Regions from separate parts of the Mus musculus genome. Here all the other regions are linked to region 1. A link is a contact called in public Hi-C and HiCAR-type data. All regions are on one chromosome and are shown on one strand. The core of a region is the stretch at or near the end of the contact, and the rest is flanking DNA. Distances in the headings are between cores, read along the strand shown.

Region 1 (6,185 bases), core at 1,881-4,380:
GGAATTCAGACTCACAAAAGCAAGTCACCTGCCCCTGTTGCTGCAGCGTAGTCAAAGAGTATTGCCAACAGCCATCTTGTTTATGGACAGTTCTCCAAAGTGAAAAAAAACCTTGGCAGATGAAGAGTTGGCATTAAAGCCTTATTAACAACACTCTTGGCTGCTAATAAAATGAAAATGTCATGGTTGTCTCTTTACCCCAAATATAGCATTGCTTCAGCCTGACAAGGCTACACTGGGTTAATTAGCATTAAGCCAAAGGAAAAAAGATCAGGTTAGCTTACCTAAAGTTAATGGTGGTGGTGTGGGGTCTAGAACATATTCCTTCTCTGGATCTTCCATGTTAGGACCCTCTGTAGATTTTCTAAGCCCAGTATCTATGATGGCTGTTGCATCTCTTTTGAGAGATTTTGACTTCTTCTCTTTCTTTCGTGCTTTTATCTTACAAGGATCTGCTACCGAGAGATGTCCAAGTTGAAGATCATGTAATAGGTGGTCCTGTAAGGCAACTGCAGTGACTGCTAAGTTACCTTTGTTAGATGAACGATCCTAAAAACATGGGAGTAGGAGGTCTTATTTAGTGGACCAGCATGTAACACCATTTAGAAGAAAACGGAGGCCTTGTTGTTCCCTGGTGGCAGATCACCAAGTCAGTGGGAAGGAATGTCAGAGCAGTACCTAAGCAGAGCAAATCCCAGGCCCAACATCTATGGTAGAAATAAAGGGCAATCTTTCCAATTAGTTACTGGAGCCTTAATTATAAACCAATAAGTTCAAACCTGTGGGTGCTTAACTAAGACCCTGCTGTTTTGCTGTAACTAAATTAGACTCCAGGCAAACCTTAAAAGGAATCTTGCTCTTAAGTATAAGCTCTCTGGTGAAAACTTAAACATTTCTTGCAGGACCAGGTCCCTGAGCCAGGAGATGTGTGCAAGCAGCACCCTGAGACTGTCTGTTACCCATATCACATGCACCTCCCACTTCTGCTCACAGTTTCCCCAAGATCACAAGGTTTGTAAACTATTTTTATACCTGCAGAAAGTCCAGCTAGGCTACCCCCTGTAAATAAAAGCATGGGTCTGTTCTCAGGAGGATGGAGTACCTTATTTCTTAGCATGCTGTATCAGGAATCAGGAAACACTGTGGTGTGGCTTTAACGATCTCTAACATCACGTTACGATAACTTCCATTCTTCTGCTGTAACAGAAAGTAAGAGTGCATGTAAACATCCAAGTCTACGAGGGCTCTGGGGATGGTAAAAGGAATGCCAGCCACAGAGCAGCGTGAGCTGCCCTGTCTAATTTACATAGTCCTAACCCAATCCAGCCCTGTCCTCAAAGAGCTTACCATGGTACTAGAAAGAACAATCTAGAAGCAAAACCAGAGTCTTAGAGCAAAGTCTTAGACCAAAGTGAGACACTAAGTAAATAAACAACCCTTGAAGACAACATTTAGCCCAAGTCTTAAAGAGAGAAATGTGTGTGCTAGATGGCAGGAGCAAGAGCAGAGATGCCCAGGAAAGCAGCATGCTGTTTGTGTTTTGGCAAGAAGGGAAACAATGAAGAAGATGGGTGTATGGCACATGCCGACTGCCTTCAACCTGGCCAACACACAGGCGGACAGAATATGGGGGACAGATACCGAGTCCCAATCTGCTTTCTACTTTTTTTGGGCAAGCGACTTAAGCATCTCTGGCTTAGTTTTGCATTTATAAAAAAAAAAAAACCACAAAAATGCTGACATTGCAGGATTATTATATTAAGAGAAAACCTCCTTAAGGGCTTCCAAGGGACTGTTCTGCATAAGATACTCATAAATGGTGACTGTTGCTCCAATTCCCTTAAAAATGAGGGGACAGACTGGGTATTAACCCTTCTAGTTTTGGGACCAGGCTGTCCATAATATTCTACAGTGGAGAGAAAAAGCACCTTTTAAAAAGCAACCTAAGGGAATAGTATCAAGGAGCTAACTTTCAGAAAGGTGCTCACAGAGCAGCTTAGGCATTCATGCATACATGGGGCCCTGGGTTCTAACCCCAGCACTGCAACACACACTTGAAAAGATTACAGGAAAGTAAGTCCCATAGGAACTAATGTGTGAGACACCTGATTTAAGACAAAGAACCAGCAGCTGTTCAGACCCTTCAGAAGCCTAGGGCAGTTTTCAATGTGCTCACGTTCCCCTTACTTCTCAGTGCTGGCATGGAGATCTATGAGAGAAGTTTGTATGCAGTATTCCTTACCGTGGCCTTGGCTGGAGGAAGGCATGTAAAATACTAAAGGGTCACTGTTATTATTTTCCAAATTCAAAATGCCTGTAATTTGGCAACGCCAAATATGCATCATAAAAAAGTTCACTTTTTCAACAAGATTCATACCATCAGTAACCATAGGTAGCTACTTAGTCTACAATTTCACCAGGTTTTTATTGTACCGTTGTAACTAACATCAAGGTAAGAGCGTTAAAAATTGCCTTACCATAGTCCCATAGTATTAGCAAACTGACAATTGAAAGGATAACGAAACGTGTCAGATGTAGTCCAACTGTATGAGAAAACATAGAGAAGAGGTGACCCGTTAGTTTAGCAACAGGTGAGAAATACACAACCTCTGCCTGGCACTGACAGCCACAACAGCAAACTGCCTGTTTGTAATTAGCTTGCGCACGGTTAGGAGGCTGTGCTAGGTAGGAAAACACAGGACTAGGCGACAAGACATTTAATCACCAATTGTTTTCAGTGATCAGAAGGCAATTAATAAACGCGTCAATAGAAATGCACTGGAGAGATGGCATATAAATTTAAAATACGCCCCCAGAGACAAGAGAAGTCGTTGGAAATCTGGTCCGTGAGGTCCCTCGTTATATCACAGCCTTGTGCAGCGCAGGCAGGATCCGCGGACCGACCACAGCGACCCGGACCTCCCGCCCCAACACTACCCCGCGTTCGGCTCTCGCTCCCTTCTCTGCACCAGAGCTTTATACTTCAGACAGCGCTGCGGGACAAACTCACAACGGCCTTTCCTGTCCCTCAGCTGCACCTTTTCTGAACGGCTCCTCGTTGCCACGGCAACCAGCGGCCTCTGCGCTTCTAGGTGCGCACGCCCGCCGGCCGGCTCCGCCTGGCTCTCAGTGCGCATGCTCGCAGGTCCCCCCTCCTCCCCCCCCCCCCCCCCCCGCAGTCTGGCCAGACATCCCCCAACCCCCTTCATCTCACCTGCTGCGAGCGGCTGGCTCCGCCCGCGCTTACATCATGGCTCCGCCCCTCGCGTATCGTCAGCGTCCGGCGCTGGTGCGGTTACGTCGTCGTGAGGCGCGCGTCCTAGGCGCGTGGAGTGGCGTGCACGGGCTCTCCCGTCTCTTCCTCGGACGTGTGGTTTTTGAATGGCGTCCTTTCCGCTGCCCTCCAGCCAGGCTGCGTGATGCGTCCCGAGGATGCGCTGACCCGTGCGGCTCTTTGGAGTGCGCTTTCTGCTGTCCCCTCAGTCGAAAGACTTGATAACGGCCCCTCGACTGTTTTGCGAGCTGTGTGGCGTCGCCATCCGCCCTCCTACTGTTGTCACGATTGTGTCTTGGCTCCCGGTATCGTGTGGCCTGTTGTGTGTTGCGGGATGCAGGCCTTTTCACGTTCGCCCCTTCTAGTGGCTCCTTCCAAGATCTAGGGTCTCAAGGCTTCTCTGAAGGTGAGGGTGGAGAGAGGTGTCCTTGCGGCTCCTGGCCTTCTGCACTCTGAGACATTGCCTCCTACCCCTCTTAAGTCTGCATCCCCGCGCTGTCCTTTGAACCAGGCTTGATTCCCTGGGGTCCTTTAAAAGTCTTTCACTTCTTGGTGCCAAGCAGAAATATTGTATTGATTTTTCTCCTGCCTGGAATGCCTTTTTGTACTTTAATTGTACATAATTCACCTGGAAGTGCAAAGAAAACACAAGAAGGCGAGATCCTCCATAAAGTAAAGTCTACAGAAGTTACCGAGCTGGAAGATTGGTATTCTGTCACTAAGAAGTCCCAAAAGTCATTATAAATCTGGTACACATGATAAGTCTCTGGAACAATATAATTTTAAACTCCACTTAAAAGTTACAGATTTTTTTCTTGGCAATGAACTTTCTGGATTGGCTCTTACTACTTGAAGCTTGTAGAAGCAGATTAATAGCAGGCCAACTGTTTTAAAAGTCAAATTCACAATGAGTTAGTTATGAATTTTCACATGCTAGTTCAGGTGCTTTCAAGAAGTAGTATAATCTTAGCTTTTGTTTCAGTGAGTGATGCTTTTAGGAGAGCAGTAGGCCCACCTTTGTGCTCTCCTAAGACTGGTTTTTATTGAAGCCTAAGAGGGTAAAGCTTTTGGATGCCATTAGCTAGACCTGAGTTTAAACCTACATTTAACTCTTTGGATGTCTGAATTTTAACAAGTTGCTTTATTGTCCTGAGTTATGGGCTTCTTATTTTCAAAGGGGCCTTGTTGCATCCTGTCATTGGACATCTATTAATTACCCCAACAGTAGTCCTGGTCATTATTCTGTGACTGAATATGTGGCCAATCTAAACTAGTTGGAAACTCTGATACTATGATGAACCATCATGATATTATACGATGGGGGCTGGGGGGCTGGCCTAGCTGGGCTAGTCACAGGAACTCAAGTGAGTTTTTATTGGGGGGAGCACTGGAAAATTCCTTTAATTCTTCCTACTGAATGTGGGAACAAGAAAAGACACGAAACTGCAGCTGCATCTGCTCCATTAGCATCATAGGGTAAGAGCCTGAAGGTGTGGAGCTACCAGGTGAACCTTAGAAGATTATACAGGAAATGGCAGAACTGGGATTTGGACACAGTCCAAGATGGGTGATGTAGTTTGAGCCCTGGAGCTAGCCCAGCTCTTGGTCTTTTCATCTATTGTGGGTCTAGTTTTCTGTTACTTTGAGCAAAAAGAAATTCAATGAAAATAGGGATTCTGTTACCACAACTTAGGGTTGTGATGAAGTTAAAACATGATACTGTATGTGAATTGCTTTGGACAATGCCTACTAATTCTGTCTTGAGGTATTTCTCTCCAACTTTATAAAGTTATAAAAAATAAAAATCCCATTTAAAAATTCCCCACCTTATCCAAGTATTTAACTCATGATGTTTTGCTATCTAAAATAGGTTGGCCAGGAGATATGCTGCATCCTCCGATTTTGAAGACTAGTGGTTTGATTTTCAAAATATTTTTTAAAATTTTCTTTTGAGTCCAGTAACATAGTCCTATATCCTGGCCAGTGCAGGTACTGGTAAAGGATTGCTGGTCCTTTTACCCATCTCTTAAAATATGTGAGTTATAACATGTTGTCACTCATTCTTTTTATCCTAACTTTTGTAACCCAGTAATCACTCCTTTCCATTGAACAAATGGGTCAGTCTGGAAAGTGGAAAAACAGACTAGTTCTGAGTTTCTGCCCTAAATTATTTTCTTTTTCTCTGCATGACTCCTCTGAACATTTCTTAAAAGTTCAGGTCTTCTGGTGGCAGCTTCCCGAGCTTTTCATTTGTTTAAAAAAATGTTTTGTTTTTTTGGTATCCCCGGGTGGTCTGTAACTTGTTATATAGCCTAGTCTGTCCTAGGATAAATCAGTCTTCCTGTATCCTTCCTGATTACAAGGAATTCACGTGTGCACCATCATGCCCAATCTTTTCCATCAATTTTTAAATGAAATTCTTTGAGGTAACATCCATGTAGAACAACACTGATCATCATAGAGTGACTAGCTCGGTGGCATTTGATATGTCCACAGTGCTGTCGTGGTGTCCTCAAGTTTTAAGACATTTCTGTAGGGCACAGTGGAGATAAACCCTACACCAATGTTACAGTCTGCTCTACCCTAGCCCCTAGCAGCCACCAATTTATATTCTGTGTCCATAGACTTAGATGTACCTATACAATACATAAGTGTTTGGCTTCTTTTATGTGGCATTTTTCAGGTCCTTTGATATCATAGCTTGACAATGCTGCTATACACTTATACCACAATTGATTATGATCAGATGTTCACAGACATGAGTATTGCCATAAGCATTCAGATTTATATCTCTTACCACTTTTATGTAAGTGAAATCACTGGTCAGAATATGTGACTGGTTTTCACAGCAGTCACACCACATTTAGTTCTCACAAGCGAGGTCTGAAGCGTCAGTGCTTCCATACGTCTC
Region 2 (6,185 bases), core at 1,914-4,413, 440 kb after region 1:
TGCAGGTTGAAAGTTGAGTGTATGTGCAGAGTTACCATGGGATATGGGATAATAGGATACAGCAATCCCACCACTGAACATATACCCAAAGAGAATTAAATTATTATATCAGAAAGATACTTACATTCCCAGATTCATGGTAGATGTATTCACAATAGCAAGATTCAGAGACAGTCTATGTCTATCAGCCAAAGAATGGATTTTAAAATGTGGCATATCAACATAATGGTGTAGTATTTAGCCTTAGAGAAGAGAGGGAAGTCTTCATTTGCTGTAGGTGAGCCTGGAGAAAATAAGTGAAATAGACCATGTGGAAGGGAGGAAAACAGTCTCTCCTTACCCTCGCTTGTCAATGGAGGCTAAGTGGAGAGAGTAGCTAGGCACTGTAGCTCTACTTTCTTCAAAACCTACACTTAATGATGGTTCTTAAATGCTTTAACCTCTTTTCTAGCCCACCACCCACAAGAGGCAGTGGAAAAGAAAGGTTGTGAGGGAAGTGAGCCTGTTTAGAAACGTTTTGTTTTGCTTTGTTTTGTTTTGTTTTGTTTTGTTTTGCTTTGTTTGAACAAATCCTATCTGCATTGCCAGGAAATCAGCAGTTCAGTTCACAGGTTCACAGGTTAGTAGTGGCAGCTCAATTCAGTTCAGTAGTGTCAGGATAGCAACAGTGGTGACATGACCTAACAGGAACAGCCAAGCCTCAGCCTAATCACCATGAGTCAGCATGAGGGACCTGGCTTTCCAATAGGAAAGTCAGGAAATGTTCTTAGTGAAGTGAAGATCAGCAAAGATATGAAGACCAAGAAGCATTGCACAGCTAGATCCATAAGCAAGCCTAGCTCAGTTTCCATCACTGTCCATAGAGTCCTATTTATACCCTCTAGCTGACATATTCTGCCAATCAGCCTGAGTCCACAGAAGCGGCAAGAAGCTGCAGCACACCACCACAAGTTTTTTCGGTGCGTTTCTCTCTATGGAGTACCAACAAATGCAGCTCAACTATGCAGTGTAAGGCAGACCAATACACATGTGTCGTTAGCGAAGAATCTCATTGTGTCCTTTCACATGCTTGCTTTAGCAGAACATCCTTTCAGCCGGTCTGCTTCAGAGAAATGTTCCTTCACCCATGTGCTCTGACAAAATACCATCTGACACAACTGACTTTCCAAAGAACCCTTACGTTTCCACTTCAATGACACAGGGGTTGCCAGAGAAGGGAGGTGAAAAGCAGGGAGGTAGATGCTGGTCAAAGGTGAAATGACAAGAATAAGTTCTAGAACCCTGGTGTTCAGTGTGGTGACTGATGTGTCAACAGAATACTATTCTACTAGTTCCTATTCAGTAGTGAGTCATCTCACCCTATGTGATACTCACTTTGGACAAACAGTAAAAGAAGAATTCTCTGGAATTTTGTAGTAAGGGCCTCTGCCACTGCCAAGTGATTTCTAATCAGGGCCTTTTAATTACCTGACAAGCAATGTGTGTTTGGTCTTGTCACTGAATACAATTCTAATACATTCAAGAAAAACCCTAGCATACAATAATGCATTTTTATTTCCAACCATGAGATACAATAGGGTACAGTCATCTCTTCTGCTGCTGTGCCTTTCTTATACCCAGAACACAGTTCTTGATATAGAGCTCTTATAGTGTGTGTGTGTGTGTGTGTTGGGGGGGGGGGTTCCATAGTGACATGAAGCTACTGTGAGGTTTCCAACAGGTGAACTGATTTCTTCAATGGAAGATGTCATGAATCTTGCAGTCTCCATCACTCTGTTTGTTCAGTAATATTCAGCCAGCAGTACTGAGTCCTTGTAACTACATGCTTGTAATAAGGAGCAGGGGAGAACAAGCTGGGGTCTTTGTCTGGAGAAATTGGACTGTCTCAGCCTTGGCTAGATATTATTCTGCAGTGTATAGTTCTTTGCTGTGGGGACCATCACAATATATTGCATATTACTGAGTGACATCTCTGTCTTCTCACTAGATATCAGGAGCTCTCCCAGACAAGACAACAGAAAATGTCACCAGGAAGCCCAAGTGCTCCTTTCATGGTAAAATCACACTCAGTGGGAATCAAGGGTCAAGTGGATGACAAAGCAAGTGGAGGCAGTCCTCATATCAGTGTTGGGATGGCAGTCAGTGGCATGGAGAATCAGGAGGGACCACTGAGGCTATGAGGTGAGGAAAAGAAGGCTTCCTGGATGATGATGCCCTAGAAACTGGGAGCAATAGGATATGCCAGGTCAGAACTAAAGGCAGGCATGTGGTGGCAGGCTAGATCTGAGCTGATATCTAGGATGGAAAGAAGCTCTTTGATGCTCATGGAGATACGGACTAAGAGCCAGACACAGGCACATGATGGAGGAGATTTCCAGAATGTATCTGTTCTCTAAGTGTTCATCAAGTTCACAGCAGACAAAAATGTACATGTATCAGGCTGCCAGGCAGCCTGATAGATGTAACACACTGTGTGGAACTTTGTTTCCATATTCAATTTGTGTGTGTGTGTGTGTGTGTGTGTGTGTGTACTATGTTTTTTAAGGGGATGTACCAGCTGTGTGGGCACATGTAGAGGCCAAAGATTGACACAGGGTGCATTCATTAATCACTTCTCAAGCTTATATTTTGATACAGGGCCTCCCTCCTGTCTACTGATCTAGTGCTGGGGTTACAGGCCTGTGCCACCACAGCCAGACTTTACATGAGTACTCAGGATCCAAATTCAGAGTTTTCATGTTTGCATAGTGAACACTTCACCTACTAAGTCATTTTCCCAAACCTTGTTTCTACATTTCTAAAGGTATTATTACAACCCTGGCTTCCCGGGTTCCTCCCGGGAATAAATCAGATGCTATGCCCATGGCATAACACCACGCTTGTGAGTCACTCCAACCTCAACCTCTTGTTGCTTCTCTGCGAAGTGAGCTCCTTTCAGCTTTAATGTCCCTCGGTACTTTCACTTTCTTTTGTGTTACCTTCTGAAAAGTAAACAAATGAGGTATAAGAATCTTGATAAATGAGAGCTAGAGAAAATTCAGGTGACAACTAGACTGTCCACCTATCACTGAAGACGTTGGTCCTCCCAAGCACCGACAAGATAGCAGAGAGCCCAGGCTCTGAAAGCAGCCATGGCCAATAGCTGCGCCCTGCATGAATTGGAGTTGCCCCCATTTCCAATGCTCTGCAGTCTGCTGATGAAGCAGGAGGAGGGCAATGATGAAGGTGGATATTTATGTAGGTGCCATTTCCATGATCATTCCTTAGAAGAATGGGCACTGCTCCCAGACAATCCCTGCCTTTGTAGCCTCTCACTAGGCACTTGTACAGAGATCCCACCATCTGAAAACCACTGAGGAAGCAGAGTGCTGTGGGCACCCAGCCATCATCAGAGCTTGCGCTATCCTCACCAGTCACTCCTGGCACTTGATTCTTCCTGTGACAACATTTCTAATCCTTTCCAAACAATATTCATCTCCAACATCTGTCTCAGACAGACAGGAACATCTCTGGCATTGCACAAGCTTGCAATACTTCCAAGAGAAAGAGAACACGGTGCAATGTCAGACGATGCTGACAGAATCCACACGCTGCCTTTGCTTGGGGTGAAATAGATCCTGATGTCAGTCACAGATAATAATAGTCTAAATGCCATGTAAAAATCAAAATGTGCAAAGTGACTGTGTCATTTCAGAGAGATGTCAGGCACTGCGGGTGCACTTGGCTGACTAGACTTTGGGATCATGCCAAAGCCAAGGGCCAGCGACCTTTTAATGCCTCACAACATTTGGCTAAACACTGGGAAAGAAGAGGCTATGGTACAGAGAACCCAGTTGCTATCTGGCAGCCTCCATACTGGGCACATCAATATCAAACAGTTCAGCTCTGGACACAAGCTGTGGAGAGCTTTGACTTAAACTGTTACCCCACAGACTACAAACAATTGCTTTCTCAATCTGTTTCAGGGGATCGATATAGTCAGCTGCAAGACTGGAAAATTATACTTCAACCAACTCTTGATGTATACCCAGTTGCAAGTGGCTCTGTACAGTTTGATCCCTTGAGAATGGTCTCCACATTGTGGTTTTGAGCCTTGGGTCTACAACCATGTGCAGGATCTCTTCCACTGAAACTCTGAGACCCTTCTGAAGCTCTCACCTCTTCTAGAACACACAGATTAAAGTGAAAGTTTCTCTGGAGGTGAAAATACCTCTCTTGGAGAGGGAAGAGACTGAATTTGGCCTTGAAGGACTGCTAGGACATCATTGTGACTCAGGCAAACCACAGCATCCTCACCTAAGCAAAAGGGGCTGGATCCATCAGTCTCCAAGCTTTGCTGGGCCATGATTTTCAAGGAAACTGGGGGAAATAAAATGTCTTAGAGAAGTCACAAGAGAGTTGAAGATGCTCATACCAGCAGTACCTTCTACTCAAGCAACAGTTGCTTTACAGCATTTAGGGTTCCAGCCCTTTTATGACATGAATCTCAAGCTGGACCAGTCATTTGTTGGCCATTCTTCCAATTTCTGCATCATCTTTACTACAGCACATCTTGTAGGCAGGACAAATTTTAGGATAAAGGTTTTGAGGCTGGGTTGATGTTCCAATCCTCCACTAGAAGTCTTGCCAGGTTACAAGAGATGGTCAGTTCAGGTTCCTTATCCATCTGCCTACTAGGATCTTAGCTAGGGTTACCCTCGTAGATTCCCTGGAGTTTACTAGTTTTCTACCATACTTCCTAATGCCCCCTAATTCCAGTTGTCTCAGAATTCTCTCCCTTTATCTTCTCCAAACCTGATCCTTCTGTTCCATCCCCATCCAGCCCCAAGTCTATTTGTCTATTCTAGTTTCCCTTTCCAAAGAGATTCATGAATTCTCCCTTCAGCCCCTCTTGTTACTTAGCCTCTCTGGGTCTGTGGATTGTAGTGTGATTATCCTTTACTTTGTAGCTAATATCCACTTGTAAGTGAGTACATACCATGTTTGTCTTTGTGTTGTGAATAGAGAGGCAATAAACAGGGAGGTCTCTGTAGTAGTATATGGAGTCCTTTGAGTAGATGCCCAGAAGTGGAGCAGCTGGGTCATATGGTAATTCTGGTTTTAGTGTTTTGAGGAATTTCCACTGATTTCCTCAGTAACAGCTCCAGTTTGCCCTCCTGCCAGTTTTAAATAAGTCTTCCTCTTTCCCACACCAACAGCAGCATTTGTCATCTGGTTTCTTGAAGACCATTCTGATTGGTCAGGATGGGATCCCAAAGTATTTTAATTCGTATTTCCCTGAAAGAAATGACCTAAGTGGCTTGCAGCTGGATTGCACTGGATCATCAATGCACCCCCAGAAATACTGGGGCTAAGAGCTCCACTTAGCCAGTTGAATTGGGTCTGAAGAGACAGCATGTTTAGTAGAGGGCTACATTCTCTGCGTGAGACACTATACCAGGCTCCTCAAAGCTTTCTCCCAGTGATGCTGTTAGTTGTTCCAAGGAGCTTCCAGTAAGCAGTCACACAAAAAAAAAAAAAAAAAAAAATAGGAAAAGCTGTGTCAGGCATTTCAAAACATGTACGCTTCCCTTGTTCTTTGTATTTCAATATGTACAAATTTTACAGGGTCTCCCACAGCAGTACATGAATTTTCTTTTTAAAGAAAATTCTAGAATAATAAACATACCTTTGGGAAGGTATGGTCACTTACTAGTCATGGGCTTTTCGGTCATATTAGCCTACAGGTTTCAGCCATTCAACAGAAAGATGGGGTATTTAGGTTTATGTCTGAAATCACAGAGCACCCACAATCTCAAAATTCAAGTGCAGGAAGGCCTCCCAGCTCCCAGGTTACCGTGCTCCCAGTCAGAACCCACAGGCCATCCATTCTTCACAGTACTGTGATAGCCAAAGTCCTCTCTGAACCTCAGAATTCCCAATGCAGCCATGACTATGCCCTGGACCTGCAATCTGTTGAGTGGTAGGTGTGAGGCTAAGAGGAAAGCCTGTCAGGGATGGGTGTCAGACTCTGGCAATGTCTAGTTCTCAAGAAGGAACATCTCAAGGCAAAATGAGCTCGACTTCCAGGGAGCAGCAGCAGTACAAGCTATGGATGGGTCTAGAGGGAACAAGTCCTGAGCTGTTCTGGTGTTCACTTCATGTCTCAAAAAAGTGAAAATATTGTATGTAGAAGTTAGGGTCGA
Region 3 (6,185 bases), core at 1,165-3,664, 370 kb before region 1:
AGCTACCAAATAAACTGTGCCATGAGGATGTATCCTGATTTCAGAAGCACTGACCCAGAGCTGGGCCTGTTGCTGCATTCCTGTCTGTGATTCCTGCACTTGGAAGGCAGAGGCAGAAGGACTGTACATAAATCTGAGGCCAGAGTGGGCTACACAGTGAGTCTGAGGCCAGTCGGATTCCAGTATAAGGTCCTGTCTCAAACAATATACATGTAGATAATGGTAGAACTGAAGCACTGGAACCCACCACACACCTACTTCAAACTTTCTACATTGTCCCTTCAAACCCATCCTACTACTTCCCACCTTTCTAGAGCATGTCAACCAATTCTGTGTTTCTGTATTAGCCTGAAAGAAGTACAAAAACAATTGAAATAAACAAACAAAAAAACCAGTCATTAGTACACCATAACTTTTCAAGGTTTAAATCTTATCTCCCCAACAAACTCCCCAATAAACTCATCAAGTCTTGGACTTTTCCAGCATATAGTTCTTAAAGATAATAAACATAAAAATATTCATTAACTTTGAAAAAGGAAAAGATCAATTTTCCACTAAGCTGAAGAAGGGAAAGATTTCAAATTATAATTTAAGACATGAATGAAGTATACTAGAATGGCCATTAATTCCAAAGACTCTTAATATCACTTACTGGCCAGGATCTGAGTCAGTGGTGCCCTCAGACTGCTGGCTGTAGGGTAGTGGGCACATCAACTCGGGAAGTAACGGGCAGTGTGCACCAGCAGAACACAGTGTAAGCAACATCCACCAAAGCACCCATGAAAACCAGGATGGGTTAATTATGGTTTTTTCAGGTCCTGAACTAACAGGGACACAGTGGGATGGAAGAATCTATCAAAGAAAGCACCTAGCTCAAGAAGCAAGGCACAGAGGCTGACCAAGCTTCATCTGACCTCGTTTGCACGAAGCTCAACGTTAAAAGTGACCTGTAGAAACTGGTCAGAAAAGCAGTTTGCTTGGTGAAGAACAATTATGGGTAGGATGGGACATTCGTTTTCAGGAGTGACCATTTACAAATGTGTGTCCAGATAAAAATCCTTTATAAAATGAAGCTGGAGCAAAGGCTCAGCAACACTGCTCTCAAACGTACAATAATTTGGGGGAAAAAAAAAGACAAAAAATTTTACATTAAAGGGCTAGGGAGATGGCTAAGCAGTTAAGGTCACTTATTGCTTTTACTGAGGGTCTGGGTTTTCTTCCTACTACCCACATGTCAACTCACAAGTGTCCTTAACTCCAGTTCCAGGAGATCGGAAGCCCTCTTCTGACCTCTGCGGGAACTAAGCAAGCCTGTGGTGCACATTACATACATGCAGGCAAACACTCATATGTATAAATTTTTAAAATAAAGCTTTAAAATTTCGCCTAATGGGAAAAAAAAATCCTTTTAACAACTCTAGGGATCCTGTCTGGATTCCGGGCTCGGCCTAGAGCATCACGGCCGATTGCCTTCATCCTTCAGACAGCCCCAAAAAGCCGACCAGTGTCAAAACCATCACCAAGCAAAGGTCCAAAAGCGACCGGGGCCTCAGGCCTCAGGCAGGCAAAACTCTGTATTGCTCCGAGTGGGGCAAGCTAAAGCGCGATGCAGATTACAAAGACCTTGTCCTACCTGCCCCCTCCCACTTCACAGGCACGAGGGACTCTTCCCTAAGCTGTTCTTGAGGGCAAGGCACTCACTCCAAGCTTTGTGAGGAGCGGGTATGTCAAGTTTATAGCTTGTAAAGAGTTCTTAAAGGGCGGAATGGGGGCGGGGGCACCTGCCTCGCCCTGCTGGACAGCTAACTGTGTAACGCCCCCAGCCAGACTGCCAGTGCACGTGCTTCCAGGTCAAAACTGCGGCCCTTGGGCAGGCGGCCGCGAGGTCGCAATGAATGACCCAGCCGCTCAGTCCGCGGCTCGACAGCGCTCCTCTGGAGCCTCCTCACAAACCTGTCAGGACTGCACCGCAGCCGCACCCGGCTGGAGCTCGCTCCACACCTTACAGCGGAGCAGCGCCGCCTGGGTGCTGTCAGACCCGGGTTCGGTTAACACCTCGGGCCGCACCGCCTCACCTTCCTGCTCGCGCCACCGAGAGACACTTTGGGCCTTGTCTTGAAGTCGCCTTCGAAGCTGAACATCTTCGCCGCTTATCCCATCTGCGCGGCCCGGCAGGCAGCGGAGCGGCCGGGGGCGGGCCCGGCGGGCTGGGCGGGGCCCGGCAGGGTCGCGGCCTCGCTGTCCCGCGCCGCCCCCCCCGAGGCTCAGCGCTCTCCGCCCTGCACGCGGGCGCGAGCGCGGCGACGCTGGAGGCCGGCCTGTCCCCGCTGCTTATTTATCCACAGCGCGCCACCGTCAAGCGAGGGACGCCCCGACTCGCGCCTGCACCGCGCTGCCGTAGGTACCAAGATGGTGACCGCCCGCACTGCGCGCGCGGTCCCGTGAACGTGCGCGGTCATCGACGGCGCGGCGCTCCTCCCGGCAGCCCCCGCGAGCGCGGGCACCGACGCCAGGGCCGCCATCGATAATACGGTGCTCCTCCCGGCAGCCCTTGGACTTGCCTGCGTGCGCGGCTCCGCGGGTGCAACATCCTTCCGCGCGTGCGTCATGCCACCAGACGATTTCCGCCGCCCGCCGCCCATTGACGCCGACCGGGTCGCGCGCACTGCTGGAGACCGGAAGCCCTGCATAAGAGGCCGCTTTCACCCTCCAGCTAGATGTGGGGGAACAGGTTACTAATGCAGAGACTCTACACCATGACAGACAGAGACGAATAATATATGTTATACGAACAAAGGTATTCGTGAACACACACCATACAAATACACAAATGCACACCAACAAATGAAAGTTATATTCATATATATATTCACATATTCATATATATATATATAAATGCATGCCAAATGTATAAATGCATCATAAATACATAATGCACAAATATACCCTATCATATATCTATACACTTATGCATGTTTAATATATGTATGTACATGTATAAAAACGTGCTATTACATATACATAAGCACAAACATAAATATACACAAAGTAATGTAAATGAATCGATGTCATATACAACATATATACATACACATATGTCATACAAACCAACATAAATATATATCATGTATGCATGCATATATACACATATACATATGCATAAAACAGTATGCATATACATAGAGTTTAACACAAATACATGCCATGGCATGCATAAAAAAAATATATATTATGCATATATGTCATGTACATGCACAGTATTATATAGTATATGCTCTGTGTACATACATATATGTTATGTATATTGTGTATACACAAGTATATATACAGATACATAAATATATCACATACACATGCATTACCATGTGCACATGATAGAAGACATCTTGTTTTGCTTTGTTTTTGTTTCTTCTTCAAAAGATTTATTTATATGTATGAATATTTGACCTGCATGTATATTACGTGTCTGTGAATTATGTGTGTGTGCTTGGTACAAGACAGTGCATTGGATCTCTTGGAACTGGAATTGCCATGTAGGATCTGGAACTGAAACCAGTTCTTCTGCAACAAGTGCTCTTAACTTATGAGCCATGTCTCCAGCACAGTTTAATTTTTTGTTTTTGAAATAAGGTCTCACTGTATAGCCCTAGCTGGCCTGGACCTCACAGTGATCCTCTATCCACTGCCTGTTAGTGTTAGGATTAAAGATCTGTACCACCATACAAGCCAGTCCTCTTTTTAATTAAAAAAATGTACATTTTAGTTTACTTAGTGTTTATGGGGTAGGGTGCATGCCATGATGTGCATGTGGAGGTCAGAGTACAACTTGTCTCTCTTTCCACTATATGGGTACCAGGAATCAAACTCAGGTCATAAGACTTGGTAGCAAGCAACTGGTACTTTTCATCTGTTCTATCATTTTACCAGTTCTCTCTCTCTCTCTCTCTCTCTCTCTCTCTCTCTCTGTCTCTCTCTCTCTCTCTCTCTCACTGGCTCTGTGTGTGTGTGTGTGTGTGTGTGTGTGTGTGTATGTACACATATTTGAATGTCAGAGGATAATTTATAAGAGTCTGTTCTCCACTACCAAGTGTATTCAAGAGTGTGAGTTCAGTCGTCAGGCTTGATGGGAAGCACATTTACTGCTGAATCATCTTGCCAACCTCAAGTTTAGTGCTGTATTGGCAACAGTGACAAGAGCCCCAATATTTTTGTAATTGTTTGAATAAATATGTAATGACTAAAAGGCCGGGGGAAGAGGTAGATCAAAATCCTATAGATACAGATTCCTACTTAACAGATGGTGTGACATTACTACACACTAAGGAAGCCATGGAGACAGAGCTCTCATTCTATTGAGAATTCAGAATGAATGCAGAACTACCTGCAACATGCCTTGGCAGTTTCTCTAATAAAGATTTTTTTGTTTTGTTTTTTGTTTTTTGTTTTTGTTTTGTTTTTCAAGACAGGGTTTCTCTGTATAGCCCTGGCTGTCCTGAACTCACTTTGTAGACCAGGCTGGCCTTGAACTCAGAAACCTGCCTGCCTGTGCCTCCCGAGCGCTGGGGTTAAAGGCATGTGCCACCATGCCTGGCTCTAATAAAGATTTAAACACAAATTCTTACCATATGAACTAGCAATTGTCCAGGAGTAAGGAGGGCTGTGACTGAAACCACACCTGAACATGACACTTGCAGCAGCTTTGTAATTGCCCAAATCTGGAAACAACCAAACAGCAAAAGGAGAGTAACTATTGTACAACACCTGAGATGGCCTTTGAGAACAGGATTTTACACTGATGAAACACTAGTGCCCAAAGGTCACACTGGTACCATGAAATTCCATTTAGAACAGAGCCACGGTATGAGAGTTGCAGGCAAGGTAGAGGAGAGCGCAATAGTCTCTGGTGCCAGGAAAATCAGTAGTTGTGATAGTGGTTGCACAAAAGTACACGTGACAAGGTGACCCAAGTCAGTTTGGGTGACACAGAACTATTTGGAGGAGACATTGAATGTGTTGTTATCTTGTTTGTGGCAGTGATACCATTGGGTGTATACTCAGAAATAATCAGTACACATTAAATACAGATATCTGCCCCTTCTACATAATTTCAAATACCTAAGTCAGTTATGGTTCAAAAATATTAAATGGAAAATTCCAGATACAAGAAAACTCACAAGTAGTTTTCTAAGTAATCGGATGAAATCTTACTGTTCTTCCTATAACCTGAATGATGCCCTCATTTAATATCCACATTTGCACTTGTTACCTTCCCATTAGACACTTAGCAGTCAGCTTTGCTATCATATCAGTTTTCACTTAATGCTTGTGAGGTTGTCAAATGCCTCTTTTGAGGGAAAAGGTGCAAGCCCATCAAGTATGTGTGGAAAACACTGTATGTATAAGGCTCAGTACTATCCATGCTTTCAGAGTTCCGCTGAGGCACTGAGGACTCAGCTTCATGCATTCAGGAACCAAAGTGTGAATAGTTCTTTGTATATTAATTGTATAGAAAACAACCAATAACTGTATAAATGCAGTGTCATTTGTGTATTGAGCCATGGTGATTTAAAGTATAATCATAGTCAGAGGCTAGATTCAGGATTTCCAAGGTACCTGAGATTACAAATGCTTCCCACTTTTGTCCTCATGTTTATGTAGCAAGCAGTGTTCTTGCAACATGCTGTGGATGTGGATGTGGTTGTGTGACTCAAAATAACAAATTTTAATTCAGCCTAAAATAATAACAAATTATTTACAACTGCATGGCAGGTGGTGTGTATAGACTAGGGATGGTTCATTTTATGTTTCCAGATGCTAAGGAATTTCTAGATGTTGTCTGCTAGTAAAACATTATTTTTGGTTGTGTCTGTGAAGGCATTTCCAGGAGAGATTAGCATTTGAACAGGACTGATTAAAGATCTGCTCACTTCTGTGGCCTGGCATCCTGTAGCCACTGCAAGTCTGACAAAGGGATGAAGGAGAGCAGATCCTATTAGTTCTCAAGCCAGGAAGCCCGTCTCCTGTCATCCACATCTTGGAGTTTCAGGATCATGGGTACTTGGGGGCTGCATCAGCCCCTAACCTCTGGTCCAGGCTGAACACTACCTGATCCTCTGGGTCTCTGGATCACAGATGCCAGAAATGACCCTTACCAGTGTCCATAATCACTTTGCTGAGGTCAGGTT
Region 4 (6,185 bases), core at 2,369-4,868, 280 kb after region 1:
ATAAAGAGAGGCCTCACTACTGAAAGAGGTGTAGACACCATTTCTATATGGGGCACAGAGGTATACACCCCTAGGGAAGGGGCCCGGAACAGGGTATCAAGCTCAAAGAGTAAGCAGATGTTTGCTTAAGGAGTTAGCTGGACAAATATGTATGCATAAATATGCATATGCTAGTATGTGGGGGTGAGTACACCGGCACACATATGTGCACAGTTACTCACAGATGGATGAGACTCGGGAGCATTTTAGACTTGGAGATGGTATGGCATACATGCAAGAAGTTGTGGCAACCAGCATGGGACAGTGGTTTGGGTTTGGCTTTGGGGTGATGGGGAGTTCTTGAAAGATGGCTTATGAACTGGACCTGGCAGTACAGACCTGTAACCCCAGCCACTTAAAAAACTGAGGCAGGAGAATTACTAATTCATGGCTTTTCTGGGTTGTACAGGGCAGAAGGGGGTCACTTAATGAAACCTTGTCTCAGAAAGTAAAGCAAGGACCAAGCATATGGCTTAGTGGTAGAGCCCTTGCCTGCCCTGATTTGCTGGGTAGGCATTAAAGGAAGTCTAACCAGAAAGGGCTAGAGATGGAGGAGGATGCCATCGTGTGCCTATGCAGCCACGGGGAAGAGCAGTTCCCCATCTGGGCATGCTGATAAGATGATGGGAAGGATGAAGCTTAGAGTCAAACTAGAACAAGGGATGACAAAGACTTGTCGGTCTGTTGGCCTGCCCTGGGATGAATACAACAGAGAATCAGAGCACTTAAGGAGGGAGCAGCTTGAATGCACTTGCTCTACTGTCTAATCCTTAGACTACAGAAATATTTTCCCATTCTCTGAATACGAGATTTTTCCACTTAATACTATACTTCCTATAAATAAAAAAAAATCTCCCACTTCAATGCACTTAGGGAGGGATATGTCATAGAGGCCTCAGGTAGGATGGGGGAGAGGAGGCAACTGTCTGGACCAGTGGTTGTCAGCCTGCAAGCTGCAATCTGTTTGAAGGTTGCATATCAGATGTTTACAAGTCACAAAAGTAGCAAAATTACAGTAATAAAGTAGCAATGAAATAATTCTATGCTTGGGGATCACCAAAACATGAGGAGCTATATTAAAGGGACAGCATTAGGAAGGCTGAGAAGCAGTGATCTAGACCCTGCTTCTGACTAGCCTGCAGCTTTGCTGCCTGCCTGCTCTCAAAGTCTCTGGAACTCATACAGCACCTTACCTTTAATAATGTGTATATCAATATATTTAATCAACAGAAAAATCTAAATGCGAAAAGAAAAGCAATGTAACCCATCTGAAAGATGTTAACCCTTAAACATTTTCCACAGATCTTCTAAGAGTTGCCATCTGTGCCATTACCATCCCCATTATCTCCTCATTCTGTTGATGACTCAGTGATGATTGCATCGTTAGAGTGAAGTCCCATTTAAGAACTTGTGATACAAAAGTCCCACCTCTGACTATCCAGGGCAGCACGGGTATCATGTTTCTTGGGATGCTTGCCTTGCAGCACTGGCCTCAGTATGGATACTCTGAGACTCTTATCTTCTGGAAACTGGGGAGGACTGATGGCCAAGCCCAGAGGGCACTCCATGTCCCAAGGAAATTTACTTCTGTATCCTTTTCCCATATTCTTTGGATGCTTTAATTCAAGAAAGCAGACAATATTCACTTTGTTGGTTAAACAAGGACATGCCAGAAGTTTTGTTCCAGCATTCACTTCTGAAAGCTGCTTCTACCAGGGCACGGCTTGGAACTTTGCTGCCATCTAGGCGTGGTAGACTCTGTGCTGAACTCCTGGGTCTTGGCTTGACCCCAGTACTGAGCATGCAGCCCATACCCACCATGGCTTTTGAGTCAAGGCCCTCATTCCTACAAAGGAGGTTCTGACAACTGAATCCTAAATACCTTTTGTGAATTCTTGTTCTAGCTGTGACTATTTAAGGGTTACTTAACTTCCCTTGCATTCATTTTCCACTTGAAAGTAAACCTAAGCACAAAACCCAGTTCTGTGTCTACACAAACAGTGAGAAGTTTAGTGTTGACAATTAGAAAAAGAAGAGCATGCAGCTTGGTTGTGATGGTCTCTATAGGAAAAAAAAAAAAAAAAGAATAACCCCTACCTGCCACCATGTAACTTATGATCAGGACTGATGGTGATCTTGGGTAAACTGGGTGTGTTCTAGTGGGAACAGTGGTGGGGGCTAGACCTCAGTGATAACACACCCAAGGAGCACTGTAAGCCTATTCACAGCTCTACCCTGATGTGGCTATGTGGGGCTTTGGAACCCAAAGTTTCCCCAGGGAGGGTCAGTGAGCATATACCTGATCTCAAGGGCCAAGGTCAAGGCCACTCAATCGTGGTGCAGCCCTTGAGCTATACACATGTGCACAAATGACTTCTGCTGCTGCTGCTGCTGAGTTAGTCCCAGCTCTGTTCCCTTTATTTGTGCTCTTAACACAGCAAAGGAGGGCACCCGTGTTCTGAGCACCTTCCCTGGAATCCACACGCTAGAAACCTTAGGCCACGTACAGTGACATTGACAAGTGCGACCTTTAGAAGGGAACCAGGCCATGTTGACTCTGCCCTTGACAGTGGATGGATGCTGTCATCACAAATATGAGTCCCTGATGAAAAGATAGGCTCAGCCCTCATCTTCCAGCTCTTCTACTCTAAGCCCTTTGGACTCTCATTGTCCTGTGAGTTGATGCAGTAAGAAGACCCTCACTAGATGCTTCCTTTGGCCTTGACTCTACATCTTGTTTGTTAGGATCTCTAGCCTGGGCATTCTGATTAATGGATCAAAGACAGGCAAGGGCTCCCCTTAAAGTCAAGCCCACCAAACCCTGGTTATACCTCTGTTGTGTTGCTGACTAGCTGCTGCTATAGTAAAGTCACTTTCTACCCAGTCCTTTCCTGGGTGGAGAAATTGGCTGGCTAATTTCTACATGGTATGGACATGTAGGGTGACCATGTGGGGTGACATGGCAGGCTGCCTCGAAGGCCGCCTTTACCACTTTACTACACACTGAGCAGAAACGGATATCAGGATGTTGTTTCCATGGATAACCGTGTGCTGAGACTTTAAAAATTACTTTTTTGTCAGCTGTGGCATGTTTAAACACCCCACATATTTCAGGAGACAGTTAACTTCTGTGTTGAAAAGAAAGATTTAATAAAGACATGCGTGTTGGGACTTGCTCGCCGGCACTTTTCTGTATGTGGCTGGCAGCTTGAGGCGCAGGCCTTTGACTGTGCAGCCAGGGATTTTTTTTTTCTGCCGACTCGCTGTACCCAGACTTTTAACTCTTTGTTGTTCTTTGCTCTCTAGAGTCACCTTCAAATAGCAGCACACAGCCAAGTGTGGAAGCCAGAGTGACATGTGAATATGTGGAATTGTCCCCAAATGCAGTCTGGGGGAACCTGGTTTCCCTTGCTATCATTAAGACACAGTCTATTCTAGGTGAGGCAAGGTAGGGCAAGACTGGAAATCTGCTGTGCACCAGGCTCTGGGTCCTTGAAAGGCACCATGGAAATACCCTTGGGTTCTGCAGCGGTTAAGATCCTATCTCTCTTCAAATCATCATTATGGGAGGGAGGGGTAATTTAGGAGAGCCTGTTAGCAGTGCTCTGAAACATCCTCACAAACCTTTCTTCTGTTGTGGCTAAGGCATATCTGTGCTTAGCATCTGGTCCGCCTGCCAATACTAAATATCATTTTAATGGTAATGACACGTTGCACTTGGAGAGCTCCCTTTCATCCGAGGAGCCCAAAGCACTTTAGGAGTGTTAATTAATGAAGCTTGCTAACACCGTTTGAGGTGGAGATGCCCAGTGTGGTGGGAGATGGTTCAAGTGGTTTCTTCTGAGGCTCGCCCACTCCCCGGTCTCAGCAGACGTTCTGACAAAGGCTCCCAGCTGCAGAGTTCAACTGAGTCCTAGATGAAAGGGAAGCATTCCCACTGAGAACCTTCTGGTGTGGTTGCTTGGAGAGTGGGTCCAGTCTTCCACCTTGCTTCCTGAAGAGCATCTAGTCCCCCAGCCTACGCCTCCATCTTTTCGTTCCCTGGTTCTCCTGACATGCAATTTATTAGTCCTGGTGAGGGGAGGGGAGATCAGCATCGATTCTAGACACAACTGCTGAAGTGAGCAAGGGACTACACTGTCCCCACTCCTCCTGTTCTGAGGTTAGAGTGGAGACTAAAGGCACATGTCCAGATTTCCCATCTCTCCAGCATCAGGAGCCATGAGTCTCACCACTCAGGGACCAACAGCACCGGCATCCGCACATCTTTGCAGTAATCTGTCCCACACATGTTTACCTACTGTCTGCCTGTGCTAGCCACCTGGAAAGGCTGAGATCACAAGGAATGGAGTTAATGAGCTCTCTGCCCAGAGAGCTTCCTTTGGTCTGACCACTGTGAAACGACATGCCAAGGCTGGTAAGAGATGCCCTGGGAAAAGGCACTGCATATGGGGTTCCAAAGAGTTGCCAGTGAGGCCAGGCAGACCCAGCTCTACTCTGTCTTTGGATTAGGCTCCTGAGAGGTCCTGTTACCTGTTACCAAGGTCCAGTGACCTTGTTGTTATTCAGTTGGGTTCTAATGGCGGTTCCTTCATATGTCTGCCTCTAGCACTCTGTAGAATCATAGTGGAGTGAGGCTTGCTGGAAGCTGTGGGCTATGACTCCATCAGAGAGGAGTAGGCACAAGTAACCTTGTGGGTGAAGGCCACTACTGGCCTTCAGAAGCAAAAGTCAGAGCAAAGCCACAGCTTTTCATCTGTCCCCCATAGCAGGAGGTAGCTTCCTGCTCCAACCTTAGTAGATGGTGATTCAGTCTGGAAGGGAGAACAGTTGTCATCCAGATAACTGTCTTGTGTGTTAAGAGGAAGAGATGCTAAGGAGAGAATGAGTGTGTGAGGTGTGCCTGTCAGCGTGACTGTGAAAGTGCATTGATGTGATCATGTGCATATGTATGGGAACATGTATGTGTGTGAGTGTGCAGGTGATCCTGTCAATGTGACTGCGATTATAAGTGTGACATATGAGTGTATGAGACTGTGACTGTGTCAATGTGACTATGTCAGTATTACTATGTGTATGTGGATATGTGTGGAGGTGAAAGACTGTGTGACTTGATGGGACTGACTGTAAGAATATTTATCTGACCATGTGAGTGTGCATGATACTGTATGACTGAACAGATTAGTATGATTGTGTGAGTTTGTGTGTGCGACTGTAAGTGTGTGTGACTATGTCAATATGGAGGTTTATGAATGTGGAAGTATGTATGAGAGGATCAGAGAGGCTGCAGAGTAAACGGTGCACCCTCAGGCTGGAACTAGACTTTGTTCTTTGAATGACAAAGCCCTGTTGCAGACACAGCTGCTTCTGTTCTGGTCTCACCTTGCTGATGTCATTCTGATGACATTTCATACCATGCCTGCAAAGAGGAGTTGTTGGAACTCACAGCAAAAACTTCACATGGTTCCCGGAGCCCTCCTGAGCTCCCCTGGGGTCTCAAATCTCATTGCTGTGAGTGGCCCATGTCTCTCCTTTTATTTTATTTTTTATTTTAAAAATATTTATTTATTTATTTTTATTTTTAAATATTTTTATTAGGTATTTTCCTCATTTACATTTCCAATGCTATCCCAAAAGTCCTCCATACCCTCGCCCCCCCACTCCCCTACCCACCCACTCCCACTTTTTGGCCTGGCGTTCCCCTGTACTGGGGCATATAAAGTTTACATGTCCAATGGGCCTCTCTTTCCAACTGGGCTTGCTTCCATCAAGGGTTTTGTTTTTTGTTTTTTTATCTTTGTGCTCTTATTTTTTTTCCTGTGTTTTCCAGAGCTTACATAGGGAGTGTTTAGTTTTCAAATATTTCATTTTTATGCTTAGTATGGTAGCACATACCATTAATGCCAGTGCTAAAGAGGCAGTGATCTTGAGGTCAGAATGATCTGTGTAACAAGTTCTAGGTCAGCCAGTGCTACAAAGAGAAACCCTGTCTCAAAGAAAGGGAGGATTTTTTTTTTATGTGTATGAATGTTTGCTTGTATGTTTATATGTGTATGACGTGTAGTGTCCACATAGACCAGAAGAGGGCAGATATCCTGGGAATGGAGTTACAGGTGGTTGTGAGCTGCCATGTGGTGCTGGGAATT

Evidence for each region. Hi-C and Micro-C count contacts between places; a contact is called where the count stands out from the background. HiCAR-type assays count read pairs that join an accessible place to other places.
Region 2: a contact with region 1 is called in a Hi-C map of the N1E-115 cell line, with 1.9 times the contacts expected there. The contact joins the enhancer-like site here to the promoter of Rnf32 in region 1. A contact is called at or near these places in 2 of 39 promoter capture datasets (hippocampal neurons and liver), 1 of 484 Hi-C or Micro-C datasets (the N1E-115 cell line), 2 of 115 datasets of contacts at active chromatin or transcription factors (astrocytes and differentiating embryonic stem cells) and 1 of 9 other capture datasets (embryonic stem cells).
Region 3: a contact with region 1 is called in a HiCAR-type map of astrocytes, with 2.3 times the contacts expected there. The contact joins the promoter of Ube3c here to the promoter of Rnf32 in region 1. A contact is called at or near these places in 2 of 39 promoter capture datasets (hippocampal neurons and liver), 1 of 484 Hi-C or Micro-C datasets (CD4 T cells) and 1 of 115 datasets of contacts at active chromatin or transcription factors (astrocytes).
Region 4: a Hi-C map of the N1E-115 cell line shows a contact between it and region 1, with 2.0 times the contacts expected there. The contact joins the enhancer-like site here to the promoter of Rnf32 in region 1. A contact is called at or near these places in 2 of 39 promoter capture datasets (3T3-L1-derived adipocytes and pre-B cells), 1 of 484 Hi-C or Micro-C datasets (the N1E-115 cell line), 1 of 115 datasets of contacts at active chromatin or transcription factors (neural tube) and 2 of 9 other capture datasets (adipose tissue and liver).

Annotation. Positions count from the first base shown.
Region 1 is chr5:29,192,938-29,199,122 of GRCm38.p6, reverse strand. Rnf32 (ring finger protein 32) reads right to left here and starts at 3,130. Exons shown (of 10, transcript NM_001289757.1): 1 at 3,011-3,130; 2 at 2,478-2,543; 3 at 1,103-1,197; 4 at 285-549. The coding sequence starts at 1,117.
Region 2 is chr5:28,753,934-28,760,118 of GRCm38.p6, reverse strand. No RefSeq gene overlaps it. Among named protein-coding and RNA genes, the nearest start is that of Gm42243, 84 kb to the left of the region's middle. Within about 2 kb of position 3,163, at least 5 of the 459 cell types and tissues checked have an H3K27ac peak or open chromatin away from gene starts, as enhancers often do. A contact at or near this core is called in the N1E-115 cell line, where this site is marked.
Region 3 is chr5:29,565,471-29,571,655 of GRCm38.p6, reverse strand. It overlaps Ube3c (ubiquitin protein ligase E3C), which reads right to left and starts at 2,414. Exons shown (of 23, transcript NM_133907.3): 1 at 2,076-2,414. The coding sequence starts at 2,141.
Region 4 is chr5:28,911,219-28,917,403 of GRCm38.p6, reverse strand. All of the region lies in intron 2 of Gm35688 (a long non-coding RNA gene), which reads left to right. Among named protein-coding and RNA genes, the nearest start is that of Gm42243, 74 kb to the right of the region's middle. Within about 2 kb of position 3,618, at least 3 of the 459 cell types and tissues checked have an H3K27ac peak or open chromatin away from gene starts, as enhancers often do. A contact at or near this core is called in the N1E-115 cell line, where this site is marked.